Linked DNA regions of Sus scrofa: region 1 is linked to region 2. The links are chromatin contacts, called in public Hi-C maps. All regions are on one chromosome and are shown on one strand. Each heading gives the region's core, a stretch centred on a gene start, on an enhancer-like site or on the middle of the called end of the contact. The rest is flanking DNA. Distances are from core to core; before and after follow the strand shown.

Evidence for each region. A called contact is a pair of places that touch in the nucleus more often than the background predicts.
Region 1: a contact with region 2 is called in a Hi-C map of liver, with 3 times the contacts expected there. The contact joins two enhancer-like sites. A contact is called at or near these places in 16 of 47 Hi-C or Micro-C datasets (alveolar macrophages, blood, embryonic fibroblasts and 9 more) and 2 of 2 datasets of contacts at active chromatin or transcription factors (alveolar macrophages and skeletal muscle).

The regions. Positions count from the first base shown.
Region 1 is chr6:6,733,420-6,738,575 of Sscrofa11.1, reverse strand. The region is part of intron 2 of CMIP (C-Maf-inducing protein); the gene reads left to right. Among named protein-coding and RNA genes, the nearest start is that of PLCG2, 130 kb to the right of the region's middle. Within about 2 kb of position 1,860, at least 14 of the 83 cell types and tissues checked have an H3K27ac peak or open chromatin away from gene starts, as enhancers often do. A contact at or near this core is called in liver, retroperitoneal adipose tissue, skeletal muscle and 1 more, where this site is marked.
Region 2 is chr6:6,640,025-6,645,425 of Sscrofa11.1, reverse strand. No RefSeq gene overlaps it. Among named protein-coding and RNA genes, the nearest start is that of PLCG2, 40 kb to the right of the region's middle. Within about 2 kb of position 1,920, at least 52 of the 83 cell types and tissues checked have an H3K27ac peak or open chromatin away from gene starts, as enhancers often do. A contact at or near this core is called in liver, retroperitoneal adipose tissue, skeletal muscle and 1 more, where this site is marked.

The sequences.
Region 1 (5,156 bases), core at 611-3,110, 93 kb before region 2:
CGGAGCCGGGTGAGAAGCAGACGCAGCCTTTGCCCGTCGCCCAGGGAGGCCCAGGTGGGTGCAGCTCTGCCTCTGCCCCTGCCCCTCGGTCTCTCCCTCGCTGACACTGTCACCACTTTACCTTGCTTCCTTCTTGTTGTCACCCTCCTCCCTCCTGTGATTCATGGGCGGCGTGTGGCCTTCTTGTTATATAAGCAGGTTCCAAATCATCCGAGAGATGGGCTGTGGGCTGGGAGGTCCGCATGGTTATGGGGGGGCCTGGGGGCGCATGGGGCCCAGGGTGGTGCCCTCAGGTGCCAGGCAGGGCGCCCCTTAAGCGCTGTGATGATGGTCAGCTGGCTTGTCCTGATTCACGTGACAGGCCCCAGAGCCGTCCTCCCTTGGAGGGGAGGCGCGGAGGGTGAGGACAGAGGCAGCCAGGTGTGCTCGGAGGGCAAGGCTGATGGAGCTGCCCCCCACCTTCTCCATCAGTAGAGGATGAGGGTGCCTTGAACTGTGCTGCAGCCAAGAGCCACGTAGGGTTGTTTGCATTCAAATTTATTGACTCAAGAGGGCAGTTTCTCGGTCCCCTGGCCCTGTTCCGAGTGTTCAGTAGCCAGGTGTAGACAGTGGCTACGGTTGTGGCCAGTGCAGGTAGAGAGCGTTTCCATCACACACAGGATGTGACCCCAGGGCTGTTCGCTTTGACCCTAAGCTCCGGACACCGCCTCCCACCCCACCCCCCAACGGGAAATAGCCTCAGGATACAGGGGCGGCTGTAGGACTCCAGCATCCCTGAGTGGGTTCCGTCCTGCTGCGCCTGGTGTGGCTGTGCTGGCCGTAGGGTGCTGTCGGGGCGCGGGGATCTGCCCGGCCTCTCTGTCTCTCTCAGCTTCCCCGTCCCCACGTGAGTCTCTTTGCGTGTCTCTCCCTGCCGCGCTCTCTCCACCCCTCCCCTCTGCCCTCTCTCCGTCTCCTGAGACGCGCGGCCCGTCTCCTGTCCTGTAGTTTGTTTTCTCTGCCGTCTTTCCAGGCCTCTCTCCACCCGAGCGCGTTCCTCTGTGTTTCCTGACTCAGTTCTCCCCTCTCTCCTCTCCTGTCCCCCCGCCCCCGCCCCTCTCCCAGCTGCCTGGTGAGAGTTTGAGTCCATTCTTCCCCCAGACCCCCGGGGAGCTAACCTGCCTGCATCACCAGCAGGTTAAGAAATGCTCTCGGGCAGTCGTGCCCCCTCTCTTGCCCGAGACACCGAGCAACACGCCAGCAGGTCCCGTCGCCAGACAACGGCGCCAGCCCTCCAGCCTGGGTCCAGTGGGTGTGTGTCTCGATGCTTTGTGTATTTCGGTGTGAGCTCCCTAATGCCGTGTTTTTAGAGCCCTGGGTGCAGAAAGGACCTGTGTATCTTCTTTCTTCCCTGAATGCCCTTTCTGCTGGCCCTTGGCTCTGAGGAGTAGCGCCGCAAGTGCAGAAACGTGTGGCAGAAGCACCGGGGTGCTCCTTGCCAGCCCGCGCGGGTGGGGGCTGCCCAGCGGGATTAAGAGCCGCGCGTTCGGTGGCGGGTCCTCTTCCAGGGATCTCTGCCTCCTACGTGGGTTTCCCCCTCTTCGTAAGAGGTGGACGGAGTCCACTGCTTGTAAAACAAGGGTCCGGGCGGGTCGAGATCAAGGGCTCCCTCCTTTCCCCGGAGGCGCTGCTGCGGCCACTTCCTGCAGTGACTTCTGAGGCCCGCTCTCCTTGCCGTTCCCAGAAGCCCTGGGGAGGCCAGGCAACTGTTTACCCCAAACGCTGGCGGGGGTGGGGGCGGCGGGGCAGGGACAGGGCGGGTTCCCTTCTTACTGGAAGCCGGAGAGAAAGACCTTTCCGGCCTGTAAAGCACGTGCTGTTTTTTCCCTAAGAAGCTGGGCGGGAAGGAGAACCTGGGAACAGTCACCCACGGGGCACCCTCAGCTGTTTTTCTCACCTCTCGAGACAATACAACAATGAGGGAGAACTTGGCAACTTTCGAAGAGGAAATTAGGCGGAATTTGCCTGGAACGAGGCCCTTTGAGTATTCGAAAGATTTATCACCAGGAGAAGTCCTGCCGCCTGGGCAGGCCTGCCCACTTCCAGGGGCTCTCTTGCCCAGGCTCCCTCAAGTGACCCCCAGGACTTGGAGCCAGGCCCTGAGTCCCGTGGGCCCGGGTCATCCAGGCTCAGCCATCACACGTCAGGGTAGTGACACTGCAGAAACCCACTCTGTCCCCGGGCCCGCTCCCCTCTCCCTTTCCTGGGAAGCCACTGAGAGATGCCTGGGGTTCTAGAGGTCCCCCTGCCCCCATGGCCTCTGTCCTTCTGAACTAGATTAGAAACTAGAGGAAGGAGCTGGACGGCCCACGCTTGTCACAGCCTCTCTGGCTTCGACAGGGGACATGTCTGTGAGGGGGCAGTGGCCACACCGAAGGTCACCCCCCTCTTCTGGAGGAAAGTTCTGGCCCACCCTCTGGTTCGAGGGGTGGGGCCTCCTGGTGATCGGAACTGGCACCAGGAGGCCCCACCCCTCCACCCGCATGATGCTTTCAGATTTCCCAGCCCAGTTCCTGGGAACCCAGCGGTAGGGAAGACAGGCTGTAGGGAGAGAGCAGGCTGTGCAGCCTTGGACAGCTGGGATCCCCTCTCTGGGCTTAAGATTGATCTGTAAACTGGACCCGTGATACCTGTCTCCCTGGGTGTTGCAAAGATCAGCAAGATTGCATGTAAAATCCTCAACACTTAGCACAAGAGGTGTTCGGGAAAGATCTGCCCAGACTGCTTCTAGGGCCCTCGTCAAATACGGCGCAGGGAAGAGAGGGCGTCAAGGCTGACTAGTTCTTTGAAGTTCACTGTGTGTGAAATGTTCTCAGTGAACAGAATAGGTATACTGACGCTTCATTCCCCCTGCTGTCCACTCCCTGCCCACCCATTTATCCACCAGTCTGTTCACCATCTGTCCATCATTCCACCCATCCCTCTGTCCATCCACCTTTCCATTTATCCATGTATCCATCCCATTAGTCAGTCAGGCAGTCAGTCAACAAACATTTATCTGAGTTTTATGGACACAGTGGTGAATAAGTCAGACATGCTTGGTCCCCAACCTCACAGAGCCCACGGGCTGGAGAGGAGGAAGACCAGTGATTACAGGACAGTGTCATCTGTTCGATGAGGTATCGTCACCTGACGTGGTGATGGGGGGCGGGGGCAGGCACCACTAAGACACCGGCATGTCGGGTGAGACCCAAAAGGCAGATGGTTGAGGGAGCGAGGGGCTGGAGGCAGTGCGTTCCTGCTGGGAGGGACCCGCCATGGGAAAAAGGGACAGGAAGCAGAGCGTGCCAGCTCGTTCTAGGCTGCGGTAACACAGCCCCACATTCTAAGTGGCTTGGAACAGCATGGGACTGTTTCCCACTCGGAGTGCGTGTCCATCCTGGGTCAGCTGGGAGCATGCACCATCTGGATGTTTCTGGTCAGCAGGCTGGGGGAAGGGACCCTACTAAATAGCGCACGGGCTCTTCAGGGCTTCCACCGGAGGCGACACCAGGCACCTGGCCGAGTGTTCCTGCCATGTGCCCGAAGGAGAGCTGCAAGCGTTGGGGAAGCACTCGGATGAGACCGCAGCAAGCTGGCCTCTGAGTTTCCTCATCAGAGACACAGCAGAAGAGACATTGGCTTAGAGTTGGGTCTTAACCTGTGGTCCATGCGTATTCTGAAACTGCCTGCACAGTTGCGTGTGTGTGTGTGTGTGTGTGTGTGTGTGTAGCGAGTGTGCAAATGTGTATGTTACTTGGGTACAAGTCCATCGCTTGTTTAAATCCCCCAAAGACTGAGAACCCTGGGTTAGGTGATACCTGAAAGCCCATTGAGCCTCTGAATCGAAGAGCCATTTGTTGTAGTGGCTGCACGTGGCCGAGGCTCCAAAGTGGAGCTGGCCCAGGGTTGGGGGACAGGGACTGTGGCCACCTCCCCTCCCAGCTGTGCTGGGGGAGGAATGAGCCACAGGTGGGTGGGAGGCCTTCAGTGTCTCTGCCTCCCAGGGCTGGGGGCGAGGTGGGGCCAGCAGCTCATGCTTTGCCTCACCTGTAATTAATTCACTCCTCAAGGAGTTCCCATCATGGCTCAGTGGTTAACGAATCCAACTAGGAACGTGAGGTTGCAGGTTCGATCCCTGGCCTTGCTGTGTAGGCCGGTGACTGTAGCTCCAACTCGACCCCTAGCCTGGGAACCTCCGTATGCTGTGGGTGCGGCCCTCAAGAAAATAGAAGGACGCCACAGCCCTGCCTCCCAGTGAGTGCCCACCCCTCACCTTGACTTCACTTGCCTGAGACCCAGAGTCCAGGGCAGGAGCTCCTGATTACTCAGCCCAGCTCGCAGTGGCCAAGGGAGGGGCCGATTAAAGACCTTTATTTTTTGTCTCTTTAGGGCCGCACCCATGGCCTATGGAGGTTCCCAGGCTAGGTGTCCAATCGGAAGTGTAGCCTATGCCACAGCCACAGCAACGCAGGATCTGAGCCTCGTCTGCGACCCACACCACAGCTCACAGCAACTCCGGATCCTTAACCCACTGAGCGAGGCCAGGGGTTGAACCCGCAACCTCATGGTTCCTAGTCGGATTCGTTTCCGCTGTGCCACCACAGGAACTCCTTTTTTTTTTCCTTGATGAAAGACCTTTGACAGGGACTCAGACTTGAAGCCCCCGGCTTGGGAGGGCTGGGCCTGGCCCTGGGGAGACGGTCCGTGTGGGATTTGGCTGCCGAGGCCAGGACCAGAGTCGCCATCCACCCCACGTCCCACCGCCTCCTGTTTCTTCCGAGGCTGCTGTTCGCCTGTTCTGCGCACCCAGCCCTGCTGGTACGGGCCACACTAATCAGAGCGAGGGGTTTGGAAGTGAGACCCTGCCCTCAGCGAGCTTACCGTCCTCTCATTGGTTCCTCCAGCAGGTCTCTCCCGGGTACCTCCGGCCCCAGGCCCCGGGGATACAGTGGGGGTCACTCCTGGTCACACCCGGGTCACACCCCTTGGCAGCGCAGCAGGGTGGGTTGGCCAGTGGAAGGCAGGTCTCCTCCTGCCCCACCTCGCCCACTGCCCTCTCCTCACTCTTCCTTTTATCTTCACTCATTGGGTCCAGCCAGTGACACATTGTGGGCACCATCCGAGCCCGCAGTGGG
Region 2 (5,401 bases), core at 671-3,170:
AAAGCCTTTGTCTATTTTAGTTGATTTTTGAAAAGCAAAGTATATTCATATTTAAGGTAAAGACTTGTAGATCATAACCATGCATTTACATGGTATGAATGAATGAATGAAAAATTCCAACCCAAAGAAAGGAGTTCCCATTGTGGCTCAGTGGGTTAGAATCCCGACTAATATCCAAGAAGATAGGGTTTGATTCCTGGTCTTGCTCAGTGGGTTAAGGATCCAGCATTGCCACAGGCTGCGGGTGTAGGTCACAGAAGCAGCTCAGATCTGGCGTGGCTCTGGCTGTGGCATAAGCAGGCAGCTGCAGCTCCAATTGGACCCCTAGCCTAGGAACCTCCATGTGCCACAGGCGTGGCCCTAAAAAGAGAGGGAAAAAAAGGAAGAAGAAAGGAAAGCAGCTCTGCAAGCGAACGAGGGGCGGTGGGCTGCCCATCCGACCTACATCTAACGTCAGAGGCTGGGCAGCGAGCCTGGAATCTTGACATCAAGCTGAAGACAATCAAGTGTGTATCTGGGGCGGCTCAGCCACTGTCTCACTCAGAGTCTGTGCCCTGTGAGATGTGGATCCCATAACAGACCCAGGTCCTTCCACCCAGTGCCCATCATCCCACCCAGGAGAGCCCCTCTCCTCCGCTTCCCATAGCCTTCCATTCAGACACCCCTTCATTCATTCACTGAGCAAGAACCTTGAAAACGCTGCTGAGTGAAAGATGGTCAGGTCCACAAATTATAAGACTCCAGCCATCTGAGCGTCCAGCACAGGAAATGTATGGTGGCAGAAAGTCAGCTAAGAGTTGCTTAGGGCCGAGGGGTCGGGGAAAGGCCAGTGAGAGCTGCGGGGTAGAGGTTTCTTTTTAGTGATGACAACACCTAACATCGACTGTGGTGTTGCCTGCACAGCTCTGTAAATAAGCTAAAAACCATATGTACACTTGACTTAGGTGGATTGTATGGTATGTGAATTATGTCTCAATAAGCCAGTTTTTTAAAAAAAGTATACATTAAGCACCTCCTGTGTGCCTGGCACACTGCCTCCACTGCATACAGTCAGGGAAGAGGCAGCCATTAGACAAATAATCCCACACAGCTTTTTTTTTTGGCTGCACTCATGGCATGAGAAAGTTTCCAGGCCAGGGATTGAACCCGAGCTCTGGCAGCGATCTGAGCCACAGCAGTGACAACACCAGATCCTTAACCTGCTCAGCCACCAGGGAGCTCCCACAAACCTGTAAGCACACAACAGTGGTGCACAGAGCTAAAATGGAGCGAGCCCAAAATGGCCAGCCGGGAGGGAGATGGAGGAGGGAACAGCCATCCAGGCAGAGGAAGGGCAAGGGCGGAGGCCCTGAGGCAGTGTCTGGCCTTGGAAGGAACAGACTCTTAGGAGGCAGAAGTGTGGGGTCCCTGGCAGCAGGAGAGACAGGCAGGGCCCCTTAGGTCCTAGTCCTCGCAGTAGAAGGTTCCAGAGCAGAGGCTGAGTCTTGGGGAAGGGGGATATGATAATTTGGGAGTAGTTTCCATAAGCCCTGGGCTTTCAGTGGAAGGGACCAGAGGGAGCAGAGGTTGAGGTGGGAGGGACCTAGCTCCTCCTCCCGCATTCTCTTAAAATGTGCTTTCTCCCCGGGAGGGAGCTTCCTGTTACTGAAACAGGAAGTAAAGGCTGCTTCGCCAGCAGCCGGCGGAGAGCGGGCTGAGGACAAAGGGCCGGGAGGAAGCCGGGATCGGAAGGCGGCTGGCTCGGCTCACACCTTTCTGGCTCAGTGCACACCTGTCTGCCTCTAGTGGCCAGGACAAGACCGAGAGGAGGGCAGGGCAGCAGCTCTAACGCCCCAGATGTCCCAGCTGCTGCAGAACGAGGCTGGGGTTGCACCAGGCCGAGCTGGGGGCGGAAGGCAGCGTTCGGGGACTCCGGGCCCGTGACGTCAGTGTTGCCATGGAGACCCCCGCTGCCATCCGCACGTGTTGCAGCTTCAGGAGACCCTCGGGCTGGCGGGGACGGCTCTGCGGGGTTGAGGGAAGCTGCGAGACAGCCCTGGACCCCACCCCCACCCCCCAGGCCTATGGCTCTGCCCCCGAGGGCGGCCCGCGAGAGGGCAGGGTGCCAGTACCAGGAGGGGCTCCCTCCAACCCTCCATCCGCACCCCGAAGCCCGTCGACCAGACACATCTCCTCTCTTGCAGTCAGGGAGATGCCTTGGCGTAAAACGGCTCCGGCCTCCTCCGCGGCCCTTCCCCCAGTAGCGGCCCCCCCGCGCCCCCACACTCCTAGCGCCGTTGTTTTATCTCTAATGGCCCTTGGTTAAGGAACCTTTCCCGAGGCCTCCGAACACTGCCAGCTCCTGGGATCCTCAGCCCGGACCCAGCGAGGGGAGCTGGCCCCCTGCACAGGGATGGAGCCTGCCGGGGAAACGCGGTTCTCTTTGTCTCTAAATCTTGTTTCCCGATGGCCTTCTTTCCAATTTCTCTTTCTTTTTCTGGAGGTTCCCCGGGCCGGGGACTGAACCCAAGCCACCGCGGTGGCACGAGAGACTTCCTCCAGTTTCTTAAAGACACCTTTGGTAGCAAAATGTCCAGGCTACTTGAGAACTTAAATTTCACCTTCATTTCATGCCTCTTCCCCTTCCTGAGTCCCTACCTCCTCCTAAGTGGGGTGGGGGGGAAAGAAAGCTTGAAGGTAGATGCGGACTAAAGTGTTTTTGTCCTTGACCTTGTCTGGTCATTGTTGGCTGGCCACGGAGGTGCTGATTAAAAAAAAAAAAAAAAGCACAAAAGCACTAGCTAGAATTTGGGAGTTGTTTTATGTGAGGCCATGACTGAGGCCAAGAAGGCAGCCTCTCAGCGCTGAGGGACTGTCCTTAGGGGACATGGAGGAGCCAGGATACACAGGAGTTTTGCGGGCGGGGGGAGGAAAAGAAGCAAAAACATATAGTAGAGAGATTATAAAAGACTACTGCTAATCGCTCAAACCGGACATTGTAAATTAATGATTTTGGTGCCTTTCTATGTATGGGGAGATGCTGGAGTCTGGGCTTGATGAAATCATTCCTTTGATAGGCATCCTTAACTCTCTAGGGCCAAGTACCCTGTTTTTCTCCAGCCCCGATTCCCCTCAAGGTGCATCATTAGGAGTTCCCTTCGTGGCTCAGTGGCTAATGAACCTGACTGAGATCCATGAGGTTGTGGATTCGATCCCTGGCCTTACTCAGTGGGTTAAGGATCCAGCATTGCTGTAGGTCCCAGATGAGGCTAAGATACCGCGTTGCCCTGGCTCTGGCGTAGGCCGGCAGCTACAGCTCGGATTCAGCCCCTAGCCTGGGAACCTCCATATGCCATGGGTGTAGCCCTAAAAAAAGGGAAAAAAAAGAAAAAAAAGATGCATCATTAGCTGATGGCTTGATGGCAACTTTGTTGACTGAAATGACAGGATTTTTTTTTTTTTTTTTTTTTTTTTTTTGGTACACGCGTGTGCTCATAGCCCAAATGTGTGCTTTGGGAGGAACAGGGTGGGGGCCGCAGAAGTGAGGGTCCCCGTGTGCATTCCCCGAGGCTGCCTCCTCCTGAGGCCCATCTCCCACTGCTTCCTGCCTCGGGGTGGGGTGGGGTGGTGTCTCCCTTTTGGATGGGATGATAGTGGGAAACTGTCTCAGGATTGCTTCCTTCTTGGTGCCCTTGTGACTCCTGGAAACTCACACCTCCCTGACCTACAGTTTAGCTCTTCATTGGTCTGGGGACATTTGGGTTGTTTCCCCACCGGTATTTTTTAAAGCTTCCAGGTGATTCTGACGTAATCAGTCATGACAAATGAGGCCTCGGACCAGCGTTTCTCAATCCTGGCTGCGTTAGAATCACCTGAGAGCTTTCGGAGTTCCTGTCGTGGCTCACTGGTTAACGAATCCGACTAAGAACCATGAGGTTGCAGGTTTGATCCCTGGCATGGCTCAGTGGGTTAAGAATCCAGCGTTGCCCTGAGGTTGCAGACCTGGCTCGGATCCCGTGTTGCTGTGGCTCTGGTGTAGGCCGGCAGCTACAGCTCCGATTCGACCCTTAACCTGGGAACCTCCATATGTGCGGAAGAGGCCAAGAAATAGAAAAATGACACACACAAAAAAGAAGAATCACCTGGGAGCTTTTAAAAAACACTAGGATGGCTGGCGCCCCCTGCAGACCCGCTTGGTCAGACTCTCCGTGGGTGGGACCCAGGCTGCAGAATCATTTCCAAGTCTCTGCTGCCCTCTGGTGGCAGAACTGACAACAGCCCTCGTTACTGGGCACCACCCTCTCCGGGACTGGCTTGCCTGTCCACTGGGCACCCAGAAGGCCAGTCCTGGGCGTCTGGGGACCCTGTAAAGCTCTCCATATCCCACCTCCCCCGCTGTGCTTCCTGGCTGACTTTGCATGGCCTCATATCTGGAAGAACAGATGAGAGTATTAGAGAGGGGGCACTGGCCAGCAGACGACTCCACTTTGTATGGCCTTGAACAAGCCAATGAACGTGAGCCTTGGTTTTCCTGGTTCTCACTTGAGGATCACCACCGCTCCCTCTGACAAGTCCCCAAGATGCCAGGAACGACCCAGGGCAGCTGTCTCACCCTCGGGCACTGCTGACATTAGCGGCTGGGTCATTCTGTGTTCTGGGCTTGGTAGGCTGTCCAGCAGCAGGCCTGGGTTCCAGCCACGGGCTGCCAATAGCACCCCCCATTTGTGATCCTCAAAAGTGTCTCCAGGAGTTCCTGTTGTGCCTCAGTGGGTTAAGAACCAGAGTAATATCCATGAGGATGCTGGTTCAATCCCCAGCCTCACCCAGTGGGTTAAAGATCTGGGGTTGCCACAAGGTGTGGTGTAGGTTAAGAATGCTGCTCGGATCCCGTGTTGCTGTGGCTGTGGTGTAGGCCAGCAGCTACGGCTCTGATTTGACACCTAGCCTGGGAACGTCCATATGCCACGGGTGCGGCCCTGAAAAGAGACACACAAAAAGGTCTCCAGATGTGGACAGATGTCTCCTGAGCTTACGGCTGCCAGATAAAATACAGGTTTCCCAGTCAAATGTACATTTCAGACAAGTGACTCATAACTTTTCAAAGAATTCGGTCCCAGAGATAGCATTTTTATTTGTTATATCTGGAATTTCTTCCTGGGGAACAAAAGCACCCAGTTGAGAGCCACCACCCTCGTGACTTGTTGATACCTGTTTATGATTCCGAGGCTGCAGAGGGGGAAGTTCCATGGAGCAGAACTTGGCTGGGGGCGGAGGTGGCACATCTGGCGCGTGGGCGCTATCTGGGGGTGGGCCCAGCCATGGTCAGCCAGGGACTTGGGGTCACCATTTGGGAGGAAGCTGGGTTCGTGGTTGGGCCTCCTTGGTGACGTGCTGAGGTGGGGCCCAGGCTGGGGAGGGGACC